Regions from separate parts of the Capra hircus genome. Here region 2 is linked to region 1. The links are chromatin contacts, called in public Hi-C maps. All regions are on one chromosome and are shown on one strand. Each heading gives the region's core, a stretch centred on a gene start, on an enhancer-like site or on the middle of the called end of the contact. The rest is flanking DNA. Distances are from core to core; before and after follow the strand shown.

Evidence for each region. A called contact is a pair of places that touch in the nucleus more often than the background predicts.
Region 2: a Hi-C map of blood shows a contact between it and region 1, with 2.2 times the contacts expected there. The contact joins the enhancer-like site here to the promoter of MTPAP in region 1. A contact is called at or near these places in 2 of 5 Hi-C or Micro-C datasets (both in blood).

What each region holds. Positions count from the first base shown.
Region 1 is chr13:34,623,373-34,630,989 of ARS1.2, reverse strand. It overlaps MTPAP (poly(A) RNA polymerase, mitochondrial), which reads left to right and starts at 3,975. Exons shown (of 9, transcript XM_013968557.2): 1 at 3,975-4,166. The coding sequence starts at 4,013.
Region 2 is chr13:34,775,260-34,783,109 of ARS1.2, reverse strand. No RefSeq gene overlaps it. Among named protein-coding and RNA genes, the nearest start is that of TRNAW-CCA, 75 kb to the right of the region's middle. Within about 2 kb of position 5,444, at least 1 of the 5 cell types and tissues checked has an H3K27ac peak or open chromatin away from gene starts, as enhancers often do.

The sequences.
Region 1 (7,617 bases), core at 2,726-5,225:
CTTCCTGGCTCAGAGATCAAACATGCATCTTTAGCTTCTCCTTCACTGACAGGCAAATTCTCATACACTAATATCTGAATATATTTTATGCATTCATAGCATAACCTTTTTTGTCATATATATTTCCAGGCCAGGCTATGAATTTCATCTGTAAGTTTTTTGAAATTATCACAAATCTCCAGAAAATGTTCCAATATAGTTATTGAAAAAAATTTACATGTAGGTAAATTCATACAGTTTAAACCTGTGTTGTTCAAGTCAACTGTGCTTTAAATCGTGTGTAGATTTCTTATAATACTTAATACAAAGCAAATGTTATAGTTGCCTTTGTGGGGAAAATTCAAGTTTGGTTTTTTAGAATTTTCAGGAATTTTATTTTTCAAATGTTTTCCTTCTGAGGTTGGCTGGGTCTGCAGATGTGGAACCCATGGACATAGAAGGCTGACTGCAATTTAGCACACAACTTAGCAGCAGCAGCAGCAGTGAGAAAAATATTTTTCTATTGCAGAAAAATATAAATATTGTAGAGAATGCAACACTTTCATGATTTTATAGATAAAAAAACATAATTTCTCAGAAATTGTAAGACTGTGATAGCTCATGCCTTTCAAGATCCCGGTGGTTGTAAGTCTGCTTTTCTCTGCTAGTAAAGCTTTCTTTTGCACTTCTGCTTGCTGAGCTGCTCTCAGTCGACATACTCAGCTTTGAACATGAAAATCCTTCTTGATGACTTGAACAGGAAACCACGAACTGAAAGGCCATTAGTAAGGTAGCCAGATAATTTATCCTTTGAATTGGAATACTTGTTAGAGTGCGAGTGTGGAGTTAATAATTACATGAGCACCACTGAATATATGCCCTCTGGAGGCTTAAATCACACACTTTCACGTTTTATCAAAGACAAGCTTAACATGTAAAAAGCATTGTGTGGCATATGAAATGTAGACACGATTTAATAATTTCTTTACTCTTTTTCTATTGGCTTTCCATTTGCAAAGGATTTCTTTTTCTTTTTAATGATAAAAATAATACCTGTTTGTTTAAAAAAAATACTAAATGCTGGGACTTCCTTGGGAGTCCAGTGGTTAAGAATCACTTTGCAATGCAGGGGATGGAGGTTCAATCCCTGGTTGGGGAATTAGAATCCCACATGTCTCAAAGCAACTAAGAGTCGGTACCCTGTTAACAGAAGAATCTCATGATGCAACGGAGATCACACGTGGCACAACTAAGACCCGAGGCAACCAAACTCATGAATTAATTTAAAAAATGCTAAATGCTAAAAGTGTCTGATTTCTATGCCCCTCAGCCCCTAATTTCCCTCCTCAACAGATAGCACCATTTGCTGCTGCTGCTACTGCTAAGTCGCTTCAGTCGGGTCCAACTCTGTGTGACCCCGTAGACGGTGGCCCACCAGGCTCCCCCGTCCCTGGGATTCTCCAGGCAAGAACACTGGAGTGGGTTGCCATTTCCTTCTCCAATGCATGAAAGTGAAAAGTGAAAGTGAAGTCGCTCAGTCGTGTCCAACTAGTAGCGACCCCATGGACTGCAGCCCACCAGGCTCCTCTGTCCATGGGATTTTCCAGGCAAGAGTACTGGAGTGGGGTGCCATTGCCTTCTCCGGATAGCACCACTTAGGTGGTTTAAAATAATAGAAATTTATTGTCTCATCATTCTGAAGGATAGAAATCCAAAGTCAAGGTGTTAGCAAGGTTGTGTTCTCTCTGAAGCCTGTAGGAGAATTCTGTGGCTTGCCGGCCATCTTTTGGCTGCATCTCTCCAGTCTCCACCTTGTCATCACTCGTCATGCTTCCTGTGTGTCTGGCTTCACCTGGCTGCCTTCTTATAAGGACACCAGTTATACTCCCTGCCCCGGCTTCACTATGACCTTATCTTAACTGATTACATCTATAATAACCCTATCTCTAAATAAGGTCACATTCCGAGTTCCTGGGGGTTAGGATAACTTTAGATGGGATGGGCACGATTCAATCCACAATAGAAGCTAAACTCTGTAAGTCAATAAATTAAGGCTGCCATCTGTAACAAATATTCATAATACCTCAAAGTTTGGCTCTTTTTACCCATGTTTGGGAGAATCTATGGGAGTCACTTTTTTAAACTGACATATAATTGAGTTATAATGTTGTGTTAATTTCTGCTGGTTTTCAATTTCAACAAAATGATTCAGTTATATATATATATTCTTTTTTCATATTCTTTTTCACTATAATAACCACAGGATTGAATATGGTTCCCTGTGCCATACAATGGGACCTTGTTGCTTATCCATTCTATATATAATAGTTCGAATCTGTCCGTCCCAACCTCCCATTCCTTCCCTCCCCCATCTACCTATTCCTTAGCAATGTGGGGTAAATTATTGATAGACATAGAGAAACCTGAATGAACTGACCTCAGCTAACCAGAATCACCAACTTATTGACCAAAATGTACATGTGCTGGACTTTCCAAAAGAGCAGTCATTTACAAGAAAATACTCAATGACATGAATGTAACTTTGTATTAAATATTGAGTAGATACAAAATAACATTTATAAACATGTGTACGGTAAGAAGAATTCTGATCCAGTGAACAACTGTAGCCCCACCACACAGTTTAAAAAATAAAACACTATCCACTATCCTTCAAGAATTCTACATTTAATTTTTAAATGGCTAAATTAATGTGTGGACATACTTAGTCTAAAAACGTTTTATAATTAGAATTCTATTGAACAAAAATAGAATGGAATAAATACATAAATAAAACAGATAAGGAGTATTGACAAGAATGTAGAGAAACGGGAACACTCATAAACTAGTCGTGAGAATGAATATGATTCAGCAGCTATGGAAAATAGCCTGCAGTTCCTCAAAAAGTTAAACATATGACCCACCAATTCTACTCCTAGGTATGTATCCAAGAGAAGTGAAAACATATGCTCACACAAAAACTTGTACATGAAAATTCATAGCAGCATTATTTATAGTAACAAAAAGGTGAAGACAACCCAAAGGCCCATGAAGTGATGACTGGATAACCACTTGCGGCATAGTCACACAATGGAATATTATTCTGCCACAGAAAGAAAGAAGGTGCGGATAGATGCTACAACATGGCTCAACCTTGAAATGATTGTATCCAGTCAAAGAAGCTAGTGACAAAAACAAACAAACAAAACACCTCATATGATTCCATGTATATGAAATGTCCAGAAAGGCAATTCCACAGACACACAGAGTAGATAAGTGGTTATTTAGTGCTGGGGGGAGTGTGGTTGTTAGGGGTGGTAGCTGATAGGGGGACAAGGTTTCTTTTGGAGGTAATGAAAGTGTTTCTAAAAATAACGGTGATTGGTGTCCATTTTCGTGAATATACTAAAAATCACTGAATGATGAACCTAAAGGGGTGTATTTTGTAATATATGAATTAAATCGCAATAAAAATATTACCAAAAAATGACAGGGAGGGAGCGCGAGAGGGAGGGAGGAAGGGAAACCCTATTAAACCTACGTTTAACTTCTATTTCTATCCCAGTGTGGCTGTAGAACTTTAGGAATGTTACTTAACTTCTCTAAGCCTTAACTTCCCCATAAATAAATGGGCATAGTAAGAGTTCCTACGTCACAGGGCTGTTGTAAGAATTTAAAAAGTCAACACACGTCAAGGGCATACAGTTTGGTAAAGAAAAAGTGTTGAGTTTATTATATTCTTAAGATTCCCAAGTCAGCGCCCCTTCCTCATGCCCCCGTCTCTGGTTCTGTTTTCAGTGTGAAAGAGTAAGTCGCCTGCTCGTTCCCTTGAGGGTCTTCTTTCAGAGAACCGTGGGAGAGTGGAAATATTTAAGACATGTCAGAAAGCTCAGGTATCCTTATTCAAGCCGCATCTTATTATCTAAGGGAAACGGCCTTTGCTTAGTTTGACCCTCTAGGCGTCCCATCCTTTTCGCCTCAGCGCGCATGCGCGGAAGCCCGGCGCCCCTTCGTTCGTGCTTCTGCCGCTTTGACAATGGCGGCTTGCGGCGTGGGGCTGTTGATCCGTTTGTCCCTGCGCGTTCAGAGAAGCCAAGTCCAGCGCCCTCTTCGCAGGCTTCTCAGTTGCCCAGGAACGGTGGCCGCAGACCTCAGGAGGGAAGAGCAGTCCTCGGGGAATGCGGAGACAGGTGTGGTGCCGGGGCTGTAGCCGCGATCCGCCTCGGGCCAGGGCAGGAGGAAGAGTCTGGAGTCGCGGGCGGGCGCTTGACCTGTGGAAGCGGCCGGGGAGCCTTTGGCCATCGGAGAGGTGTCCCGACCTCGTCTGACCGTGCTCGGGGAATCTAGAGCCGCCGCCGTGGCTCGTGGTCGTAGCGGGGTTTGTGACATTTCTGCCTTCGGGGACTCCGTGTCCAGCAGTGAAGTCGTTCAAGGCTCGTTTGCAGGCCAGGAACACAATTTGCCACTGTTTGACAGTTTGGCGAAACATTGTTGCCAGTAATGGTAGGGATTCCACAGTTCCTTTTTCGGTAGCTTCCTAGCTCACAAATGTAACATTTTGATGCTCACAAGTTGCTGATGGAGGCCGAGCGAAGCCTTGATGAATGAGTAACTGGGATCCCTGGTCCTCCAGTGGAGGCTCTGCCTCTGAAGTTACTGCCTTTTGCTTTATTCTTCTGACCATTTTGAACAAAATCAGCCTGATAGCAGATCTGCAGGGGCTGGAACAGGCAGGAGTTTTAAGGTTATGTGTTGGTGTGTTCAGAAGTCCAGCTACCCCTCTTGAAACCTAAGAGATGCGTATACGCTGTTTACAATTCTTAAAGCAATCTGGCAGGAGATGTATCGTTGTTTCCATTTTAGAGATTTAGACAGAGGCCCAAGGTGTTGAGTGGTTTGCAGCTCAGTTAATTTATACCTCGAGTCCCGCTGTTAAACACCATTTCTTGGAGCTGGAATTTTAAGATATGAAATTATTTCTGGGAACAACTCTAAAACGTGCTAAACCAGGAAAGTGTTTTTCCCCTAAAATAAATGATAGGGTTGCTGTCCTCATCAGACTGTTTGAGAGACTCATTGACAGTGAGTGGGAAATATTGCTTCATATGACAGTTCATTGAAATGCTGATTGGATTGTGTGTAGTAGAAACTGCTTCTGTTAGAATCTCTTTAAGTGACTGAAAATTTGAGTAAGACTTCTGCCAAAGAAGCTATTATAATTTAACATGACTATAGTGGCTTAATTTTAGAGTATTTTCATGTGCTCTTTGAGATACAGAACTATGTGAACTCAGTTTGGAAGGAATTATTATTAGTCCATTTTATAGATATAGAAACAAGTTAGTCTAGGTGGAGAGTTAGTGGTTCAAGCTTATTCAGCTGTTCAATAGCAAAGGTAAGAATAAACCCTTCTGATACCAGTGCTTCATTTAGTAGAACTTCTTTGTTTTCCTTAGGAAATGTGTTTCATTTTGTATCATTAGGGTAATATAACTGGCTAAATATTTAGAGATTCTTGTGAAGCATAACAAGTAACAAAATCCTCATTTGAATTGCTTTTCTGTTTTTAAAGAGAAGTAGATGATTATTCTATATAATTTTATAATTAGAAGAAAATTGAGAAATACCCAGTTGAGTTATTCACTCAGTGCGAGAACTCATTGCCAAAGCTTTGCTAGTAACATTTTCTAATAACAAGGAACCCCCTGTTTCATAAATCAGTCAGTTCATTTTTGATGAGGCTTGGATGGCTAGAAAATATTTATAATGAGCTAAAGCTACTAATTTCCCATTTCCCTGTTGGTCTTAGTTTTGACATAGCTTTCATGTGAGAAATGGAAAGAACTCTGATTTAAGAACAAGAATTTGTATTGTTCAGGACTCTGGGTGCAGATGACAGAAACTAACTCAAATTAAAGGGAAGACCCACCAATCATGTAACCAAACTCCAGAAGGAGACATGACTGCTTTAAGGTCACCTGGATTGATGTGATGAGAGTGAGTTATTTCCTCTGCTGTTCTTGTGGCGGCCTCCTTATCTCAGGTTCTTCTTCTGCAGCTTGTTAATGGTGATGTGGGGAGGAATGGCCGCTAGTAGTAGTTTGCAACTTTGTCCAGTGGGAGAATAATCTTTTGCCTGAATTTGAAAGATCTAAGAAAGAGTTTTTGATCATCATCCCACCCCACACCGCCACCCTCACCTACCGGACCAAGAGGAGCTGTTTCAAATCATTTGAGAGTCCTGGCCCGCGTAGTGGGGCATGGGCGCATGTATGGGAAGATAGCTATTGACAGCCACCCCCTACAACCTCACAGACAGGGTTGTGTGTTACCAGAACAGGGGACATGTGTCAGGCAACCAAGGAGCAGCTGAGCTCTTTAGGAGGCTACCCAGCTTGTTAGATGTTTGATTTGTTTTTTCATCTCTAATGATACTTACCCTGTCTATCTCAAAAGGTTATTATGAAATTCAGAAGAGAGTGTTTTTGTGAAAACTGGGAAGTGCGGCACCAGGGGAAGGGCAGCTGCTGGGTTCTCGCTGGTTTTTGTTCCAGGTTGTAAATACCCTCTTTGTTTGCAGTGCTTCCCTACCAGAGTTTTTATTACTTCTTTCCAGATTCTTTCTGGTTAATCAGCATCCTTCAGATCCCTAATGTCTGGAGCAGAGCGTGTACTCTACGTGTGACCTGACCAGTGAATAGTGAAAAAGTGACTGTACCCCTTGAACTTGGATTTTATATTTATATCGATCTTCTCCCCATTCTCACCCCAGAAGTTAATACATTCTCCTGGCTTATATTGAACTTTCATCAGATCACACTTTTGTTCTTTTATATATCTACTGCTAGCTGATCCCTCCCCTCCTCCCACCCAACCCCCACCCCCTGTTATGTGCCTGTGTGTTTATGTTGTTTTTGATTCTAAATGAAGGACAATATTCTCTGTGTTTTTGCTTATCAGATTATTATCACGACCACTGGAAATTTGAATCTGTCTTAAAATATTAGCACTTACTACTTTTTCCTTCCCACTCTGTGTTCTCTGTACATTTGACAAGCCTTTTTACAAGGTAATGAACTTACGTTACCTGAACTTTCTGACCCCTCTTTCGTGACTTTGTTCTGTCTACATCATTCGTACCTTCTGTTGTTCAAGGCCAGAGCTGTTAGTCCTGTAGACTCTGCCTTCCCCCCTCACCTCTTGTCTTTTCAAGCATGTTTCTCCATCATTCAATAAACTTCTCGATCTCCTTCTCAAATTCAGTGTCTGATCCTCCTCAGTAGTCCAACTGCAGGCAAATACTTGGATAAAAGCACAAAAACATTGTATACTGATGATACTGCAGTGTTGCTTGTGATAGTGATAAAGGTAAACCATCTAAATATTTATCATAGAGGATTAATTAAATTACCATAAATATCCAAGAATACTTACGCAATTATTTTTTAAATGAGGTAAATATATATCTACTGATATGAAAAGATATGGCAGTCTATTAAATATTTAAATGCATATTACAGAACAGAATGTACAGTACATTTTCAGTAATTTCAGTTGTGTGAAAAATGTTTATCTCTGGAGAGGTACAGATGGATATGTTTATATATGCCTTGAAAATGTCTGGAAAAGTATCACACTTAA
Region 2 (7,850 bases), core at 4,195-6,694, 150 kb before region 1:
AAGTTCCTTAAACTTTCTAAGGTTTAGTTTGCGAACCTGTGAAATGGGGAAGTTAATACTTACCTTGTTGTAGTGATTAAATGAGGCAATTTAAGCGAAATGTTTGGCAAGTGCTATGACAGTGCATATCTTCAAGTGTGTCATCATTTTGAATTGAAAGACAAGGATGCTGGCTGACCTGGGATACCCACTGGCTGGTGCTAGGAAGCACTGCCTAATGGGCTAGACACATTCCACATCCCTTTGGAACTGTCATCTGCTCCTTAGGTTCTCAAACATTTCTGCCTGACCCTGCTTTCTGAGTAAGATCCTTACTCACCCAACAAACGAGTACTGAGTGCTTCTTCTTTTTTTTTTTTAACTTTTAGTTTTGTATTGAAATATAGCCAATTAACAATGTTGTGATAGCGTCGGCAAAGGGACTCAGCCATACATATACATGTGTCCATTCTCCCCCAAACTTCCCTCCCCTCCAGGCTGTCACATAACATTGAGCAGAGTTCCCTGTGCTATTCAGTAGGACCTTGTTGGTTAATCATTTAAATTATAGCAGTGTGTTCATTGGAGAAGGCAGTGGCACCCCACTCCAGTACTCTTGCCTGGAAAATCCCATGGACAGAGGAGCCTGGTGGGCTGCAGCCCATGGGGTCGCTAAGAGTTGGACACAACTGAGCGACTTCACTTTCACTTTTCACTTTCATGCATTGGAGAAGGCAATGGCAACCCACTCCAGTGTTCTTGCCTGGAGAATCCCAGGGATGGGGGAGCCTGGTGGGCTGCCGTCTATGGGATCGCACAGAGTCGGACACGACTGAAGCGACTTAGCAGCAGCAGCAGCAGTGTGTTCCTGTCTATCCCAAACTCCCTAACTATCCCTTTACCCCATCCTTCCTCCTGGCAACTATAAGTTCATTCTCTAAGTCTGTGAGTCTCTTTCTGTTTTGTAAGGAAGTTCATTTGTATCATTTCTTTTTAGATTCCATATATAAGGGAAGTTATAGGATATTTTGTATATTTAACTTCTATGCAGAGTACATCATGAGAAACGCTGGGCTGGAAGAAGCACAAGCTGGAATAAAGATTGCCGGGAGAAATATCAATAACCTCAGATATGCAGATGATACCACCCTTATGGCAGAAAGTGAAGAGGAACTAAAGAGCCTCTTGATGAAAGTGAAAGAGGAGAGTGAAAAAGCTGGCTTAAAGCTCAACATTCAGAAAACGAAGATCATGGCCTCTGGTCCCATCACTTCATGGTAAATAGATGAGGAAACAGTGGAAACAGTTTCCACTAACTTTATTTTTCTGGGCTCCAAAATCACTGCAGATGGTGATTGCAGCCATGAAATTAAAAGACGCTTACTCCTTGGAAGGAAAGTTATGACCAACCTAGATAGCATATTAAAAAGCAGAGACATTACTTTGCCTACAAAGGTCCATCTAGTCAGGCTATGGTTTTTCCAGTAGTCATGTATGGATGTGAGAGTTGGACTGTGAAGAAAGCTGAGCGCTGAAAAATTGATGCTTTTGAACTGTGGTGTTGGAGAAGACTCTTGAGAGTCCCATGGACTGCAAGGAGATCCAACCAGTCCATTCTAAAGGAGATCAGTCCTGGGTGTTCATTGGAAGAACTGATGCTAAAGTTGAAACTCCAATCCTTTGGCCACCTCATGCAAAGAGCTGACTCATTGGAAAAGACCCTGATGCTGGGAGGGATTGGGGGCAGGAGGAGAAGGGGACGACAGAGGATGAGATGGCTGGATGGCATCACCAACTCGACGCACATGAGTTTGGGTAGACTCCGGGAGTTGGTAATGGACAGGGCGGCCTGGTGTACTGCGATTCATGGGGTCACAAAGAGCCAGACACAACTGAGCAACTGAACTGACTGACTAATACGATATTTCTCCTTCTCTGTCTGACTTACTTCACTATTGAGTGCCTCCTGTATGCTCAGTGCTGGAGATACAAAGATAACCGGGATACAGCCCCTATCCTGATCATGAAATCACCTTGAACTTGCTAATGTGAGGTTTCTAAGGTGCTTCCAGGTGGAGCTGGATATTCAGATCGAAGCTTTGAAGTGACGTTCAGACTGTAGATTGTAACCTGGGAGACATCCCAGGTTGTAGTTGATTGTGAGCGGGGAACACACGGCCCAGGACTGGGTGTAAAGTGAGAAGCGCTATGAGCAGCAGACGAGCTCTGGGATGTGGGTGTCCAGCAAGAGCAGAGGGTCTCGGAGTCAGGAGGGCAGCTCAGGGGACCGTGGTCAGAAGCAGGACAGGGGAGTGTCCGGAAACATGAAAGGACAAAGCAAGACAGTCACCAAGAATATGGAAAAATGGCCCTTGGATTTGCAATAGGAAGAAGCCCCTTGACAGTTGCTCTGGGATGGTCAGAAGCAGGACAGGGGAGTGTCCGGAAACATGAAAGGACAAAGCAAGACAGTCACCAAGAATATGGAAAAATGGCCCTTGGATATGCAATAGGAAGAAGCCCCTTGACAGTTGCTCTGGGATGATTGGGTGACAGTAAGAAAGACGGCCCAGCACAGGTGTCCTTTAAGGTGCACGTTTGAGAAGAGAAGAGAGGTGAGGTGGGTGGTCCTAAGAGGGCGCTGAGCGTCCCTGGGGAAGAAGGGCTGGAGGCTTTGTTTCCGGTGATTTTTATTTTGGGTTTAGTTTTTTGTTTGTTTGTTTCCATGGGGAGAAAATGATCTGATGGTGTTTATAGGTGGAGGGAAACAGCCAGTAGAGAGAGATAGGCTAGCTGTAAGCCAGGAGGGAAAACGGACTTCCTCATGCCCTCCATCCCAGACAAGCCATGTCCCCTGGGCCCCTTCCTGCCTTTGCTCATTCTCACACTTCTCACCTATAAAGCCTACTGAGTAAAAGGGAGAACTATACAGAAGGTTTCTCCATTCCCCAGCTTGAGCCTTTCAGATCTCCAGACTGCAAAGGAAGGAGTTATACAGGTTAAGTGTGTTTATGTAACTTTCTTTGAAATAGTAACCAGCCTTGCAAGCGGACATCAGCAGATGAATGCATCTGATAAAATGCAGCCGGTTCAAAACAGTCACTCACTAGTGTGGCTGATATGTAAGTGGAGACTGTCTTCCTTCTGCACCTGAAGTAGTGGCAGGGATTCACCATCTACCCATTACTCCCCAGTTAAGTCTTCTGATGGAGACTGTTCATATTTCCATGCTTGAACACTGGGTAGTGTGATTCTAGTATAGCCCTGTTCAAACATGAGGTTAATGCTTAGATTTAGAAATCATTTCTAATTTGACTTCCTGCCTAATTATAACAGAGAATTTGTATGCATGTGAAGATATTCAAGCATAGAGTAAACAGTCTCTCTCTATGTATATGTGTGTGTGTGTGTGTGTGTGTGTGTGTGTGTGTGTGTGTGTGTGTGTGTGTGTAGGTAGGTAGGTTATTTGCTAAGTCATGTCTGAGTCTTACAATTCCATGGACTGTAGCCTGCCAGGCTCCTCTGTCCATGGGAGTCTCCAGGCAAGAATATTGGAGTGGGTTGCCATTTCCTTCTCCAGGAGATTTTCCCGACGCAGTGATTAAACTCAGATCTCCTGCATTGCAGGTAGACTTTTTACCAACTGAGCCACCAGGGAAACCCTATATATAAGATTCTACAATCTTGATAATTGTAGAAAATATATTTAGATGACTTTCATTAAGGCCCAGACCATGTTTAATAGGCCCATTTTAATACAAGAAGTTTTGACTACATCCTCACAATTTACCATATAGCACTCTACAGAAACCCACAGTTTTCTAGTTTGTTAATATCATAAACCTCAGGCCATGAAGCCCTTGGCAGGGGTGGGTTCGGCCCCTGCCATGGAGGGAAGTGGGATCTTTGTTGTCTCAATGCAGAGGCATATTAATGTCTTTATCTACATTTTCAGGAGCCCCAGGGCCCTGCACCTAGATTAGCTGAGAGCAGGTCCCAGAGCCACTTAATAAACAGCTTTGAATTGAGTGACATAAACAAGCAGAGAACAAACCCTATTACCTCCCAAGACTTAAGAAAGCGCCAGGATACTGGTCCCTTCTGGCTCCTTCAAGGCCTGACAACATGCAGGGGTCAGCCTGGCATAAGAAGGCAGGCCTCCAAAAAGAGGAGTCTCTCAAAAAAGACACAATTTGGTGACCCTGTGTCTCCATTTCCAACATCCTTAACACACGTGCATTTGGGGACAGCATTAGTCATGACAATGGCCAAGTTCAGAGGTCACTCAGAACCCCTGATGTTCTGTTTGCCCCTCTCCCCCCACCATGGGGCTGCCTTCAGATGGGAAAGATGAAGAGCTGAAATCAAACTGGTCACTTTGTTTCCACAATTAGTTCTCAGGTTGACAGACTCGTTGGCAGGAGAGTCAGGGGCATTTGTCCAGAAGATGCTGCTGTGTGTCTGTCTCCTCCACTCCCCTGCTCCCCTGAGGGCCTCTGTCTGTCTGACATGAGCGTGCGCTGGCAGTGATGTGCCCCTCACCTTCCATGTGTTCAAACACTCAGCAGTTTTAATTAACTGACTGCTGTTCCAAGAACCGACATCAAATAGTCTTATGATCTTTCCTGGTGAGGCAGGAACCACTAGGTAGAGGAGACAGGAAGCAGCCCCGCCCCCACCCCTGCTGGTTCCACTGAGCTGGGGCCAGAAACACCCCATAAACCCTCGGCTGTCATTTAATAGAAATAATGTCATTGGGGAGTTGCCACGGCCCAGTGGCCTCCCGCTGAGCCCAGACTCCAGGGGGAGGAGGGGGTGATGCATGCCAGCTCTCAGTGACCAACCGGTAAACCCTGGCCCCCATCGTACAGATAAAGCACAACAAAGGGGAGCTGCTGGCCGCTATAATAAAAAGGCGGTTCTGACCAGGTTTCTTTTTAACTCAGTGGAATGATGTTGCGAAACAGTTGGGGAGCAGAGAAGTCAAATCAGGAGCTGAAACAAAATGACTTAATTGCTTTGCCACATCCACGCATTTTTAAAATGAGAGGTGCAGCGGGCAAGATTGCATCACCGAGATTTTAAAGCCTTGGTTACTGCAAGCAAACACAGCCGCAAACCTGACGGAAAGCCTGGCCAAGTTGAAATGGATGCGAGGTTGGCTTTATTACAGACGGGTAAAGAGGTACAATTCGTGGGGCAGACAGCTTTCGCATTCCTCTGGCCTGATGTCGTTTTTTAGACAGACGTTGGGCTGGACATTCTGAGCCAAAGGATACGGATGCAGATGGACCAGGCATGTGGTTCTATTTTTCAGCTCTTCTGGAGGTCTCATTACCTAGTGACCCACTCTCTGGTTTTTTGTAGCTGAGCCTCGTCTGAATATTCACTGGAAGGACTGATGTTGAAGCTGAAGCTCCAATACTTTGGCAACATGATGCGAAGAAAAGGCCCTGATGCTGGGAAAGACTGAGGGCAGGAGCAGAAGGGGGAGACAGAGGATGAGATGGTTAGATAGCATCACCGACTCAATGGACATGAGTTCAGTGAAGGACAGGGAAGCCTGGTGTGCTGCAGTCCATGGGGTTGCAAAGAGTAGACATGACTTAGCAACTGAGCAACGACTCATCTTCCTGATCTAATTAACAAGCCCATGCTAGTCTCCCTCTGCCATGACCTTTCACCTCCAACATACCAAATGCAGAGCTGAAAGTGATTTGTGGGGACAAGCGGACTCTGGCCCTTCCAGAGAGTGAAGCCCTGCCTGCTCCATCTGTGGTGCAGGAACTTAGGCAGGTCAATTTCTATGAGTTTCAGGTTCATTATCTCTGAAATCGAGTGAATGATATTAATACCCACTATACTCGTTATCTTCCTGGGTCAGGAAGATCCCCTGGAGAAGGAAATGGCAATCCACTCCAGTATCCTTGCCTGGAAAATCCCATGGACAGAGAAGCCTGGTGGGCTAGAGTCCACGGGGTCGCAAGAGTCGGACACAACTTAGCGACTAAACCACCACCATACTCATTATCTATTGATGCCCAAGCGAATTACCAAAACTTAGCAGCTTAGAACCCCAGACATGGATAATATCCCACATTTTCTGAAAGTCAGGCACCGAGAGCAGTTCAGCAGGGATGCACAGGTTCAGGACTTCCCACAGGGCAGGTGTGGGCTGGAGCCGCATCTTCTGAAGGCTCGAGTTGCGCCGGGGCTCTGCTTTCCCACATGGGGGATCCCTCCTGGGACCCACGTACCCCCAAATCTCAGTTCCTTCCCTGTGGGCCTCTCCCAAGCCATCTAGGTGTCTTCATGACATGGCAACTGGCACCCCCCAGGGTAGGTGATCTGAGGGACAGCACAGAGAAGCCACCATGTCTCTATGCTGAAACCTTGGAAATGCCCTCAGAAATCACTTCTGCTGTGACCTCCTGGCCACACAGACCCACCTGGAGAAGATAAGGGATGGGGAGGCAACAAGTCATGAAGCCCAGGGGACAGGGGTCATGGGGGCGTGGTAGAGGCCACCAGCCCTACCCCCAGAATGGGGCCTTGGAAGTGAGTGTTGCTCAACTAACAGCAGAGACAGGGAACTGATAGAGAAACATATCCAGAAAGGGGCAAGTGAGAGGCAACACTCATTCAGCCAAAATTTATGGTCTCCCATGTGGCTGACACTGTTCGGGGAACTTGGATTATATTAATACACAAAACCAAGACCACTGTGCTCATGCAGCTGACATTCCAGGGAGGGACAGGGGCCATTAAAACAGACATAGTAAGTCAGTAGTTATGCAGCCTGTCACAAACAAGGGAGGACACGCAGAAGAAGGGCCACAATAGTGCACGTATGGGAGATGCAGGTAAACATATTAAAAACATGGAGTCGGGATCAGCCTCCCTGAAACAGGAAGTGGAGAAGGGATTTGTTGGGGGACAGTAGCCAAGCCAGTCTTCAGGGAAAGCAACCCAGGTGAAGCAAGCGGCAGGTGCAGGCCTCACAGGGAGATCACCTCTCACCTGTGATGGGAAGACGACTTGGGCATGGAAGTCAGAGAAAAGTCCCGGGGTGGGACAAGATCATGTGGGTGGTGGCTTAGCGGGGGCCTCCCAGACTCCCATTCCATGAGGGTGAAACTGACCAACTGTAGAGCACAAGGAACTCAATCTTTTATAATAACCCACAAGGGCATTTTCAGTTATATAAAAGAATATATATATATATACCCATTGTGCGTGCGTGGGCATATATATTCTTTTATACATCTGAATCACTGCCAGAATGTGAGACCCAGGTCTGTGCTGAGGCTGTGATTCTGGAGGCTGCTCCTGACCAATGACAAAGCAGAGAAGGGCTCCGAGGCACACACTGGTCTGGGAAACACCAACCCCTCTGCAGGACAGGAGCGGGGAGGGGGTTGCCAGAGATATGAGCACCCTCAGAGCCAGTGTCCTCCTGGCATCTGTCCACCTGCCTCTCCTCTTCACCTGGGGGCTGACGCACTTGGCAGCTTCATGGCTTTCCCTGCCTCCTCTTCCCTTTCCCGATGTTTCCTCATGGGCAGATCCCCTCACAAAATCTTCCCTCGTTCAGTGCCACCTTGGTGTCAGCATCTCAGGAGACAAACCCCTGGGAGAAATAAGAGTGGAAATGAGGCCAAGTGGAAGCCCTGCGGTGATCCAGGCAGCCTGAGGCTAGTGGGGGCTGGGGTGAAACAAGGCGGGACTCTGAGCGTCCCAGCAGAAATCCTCTCCGTGTCTCCCCCACTCCCCCGCACCACCACTTCTTGCTTGGAGGAAATAAGAGTTCATTGAGACCCCTTGACCTTCCCTGAGTTCCAAAGGGAAGGTTCACACAGTTGCTAATCAGG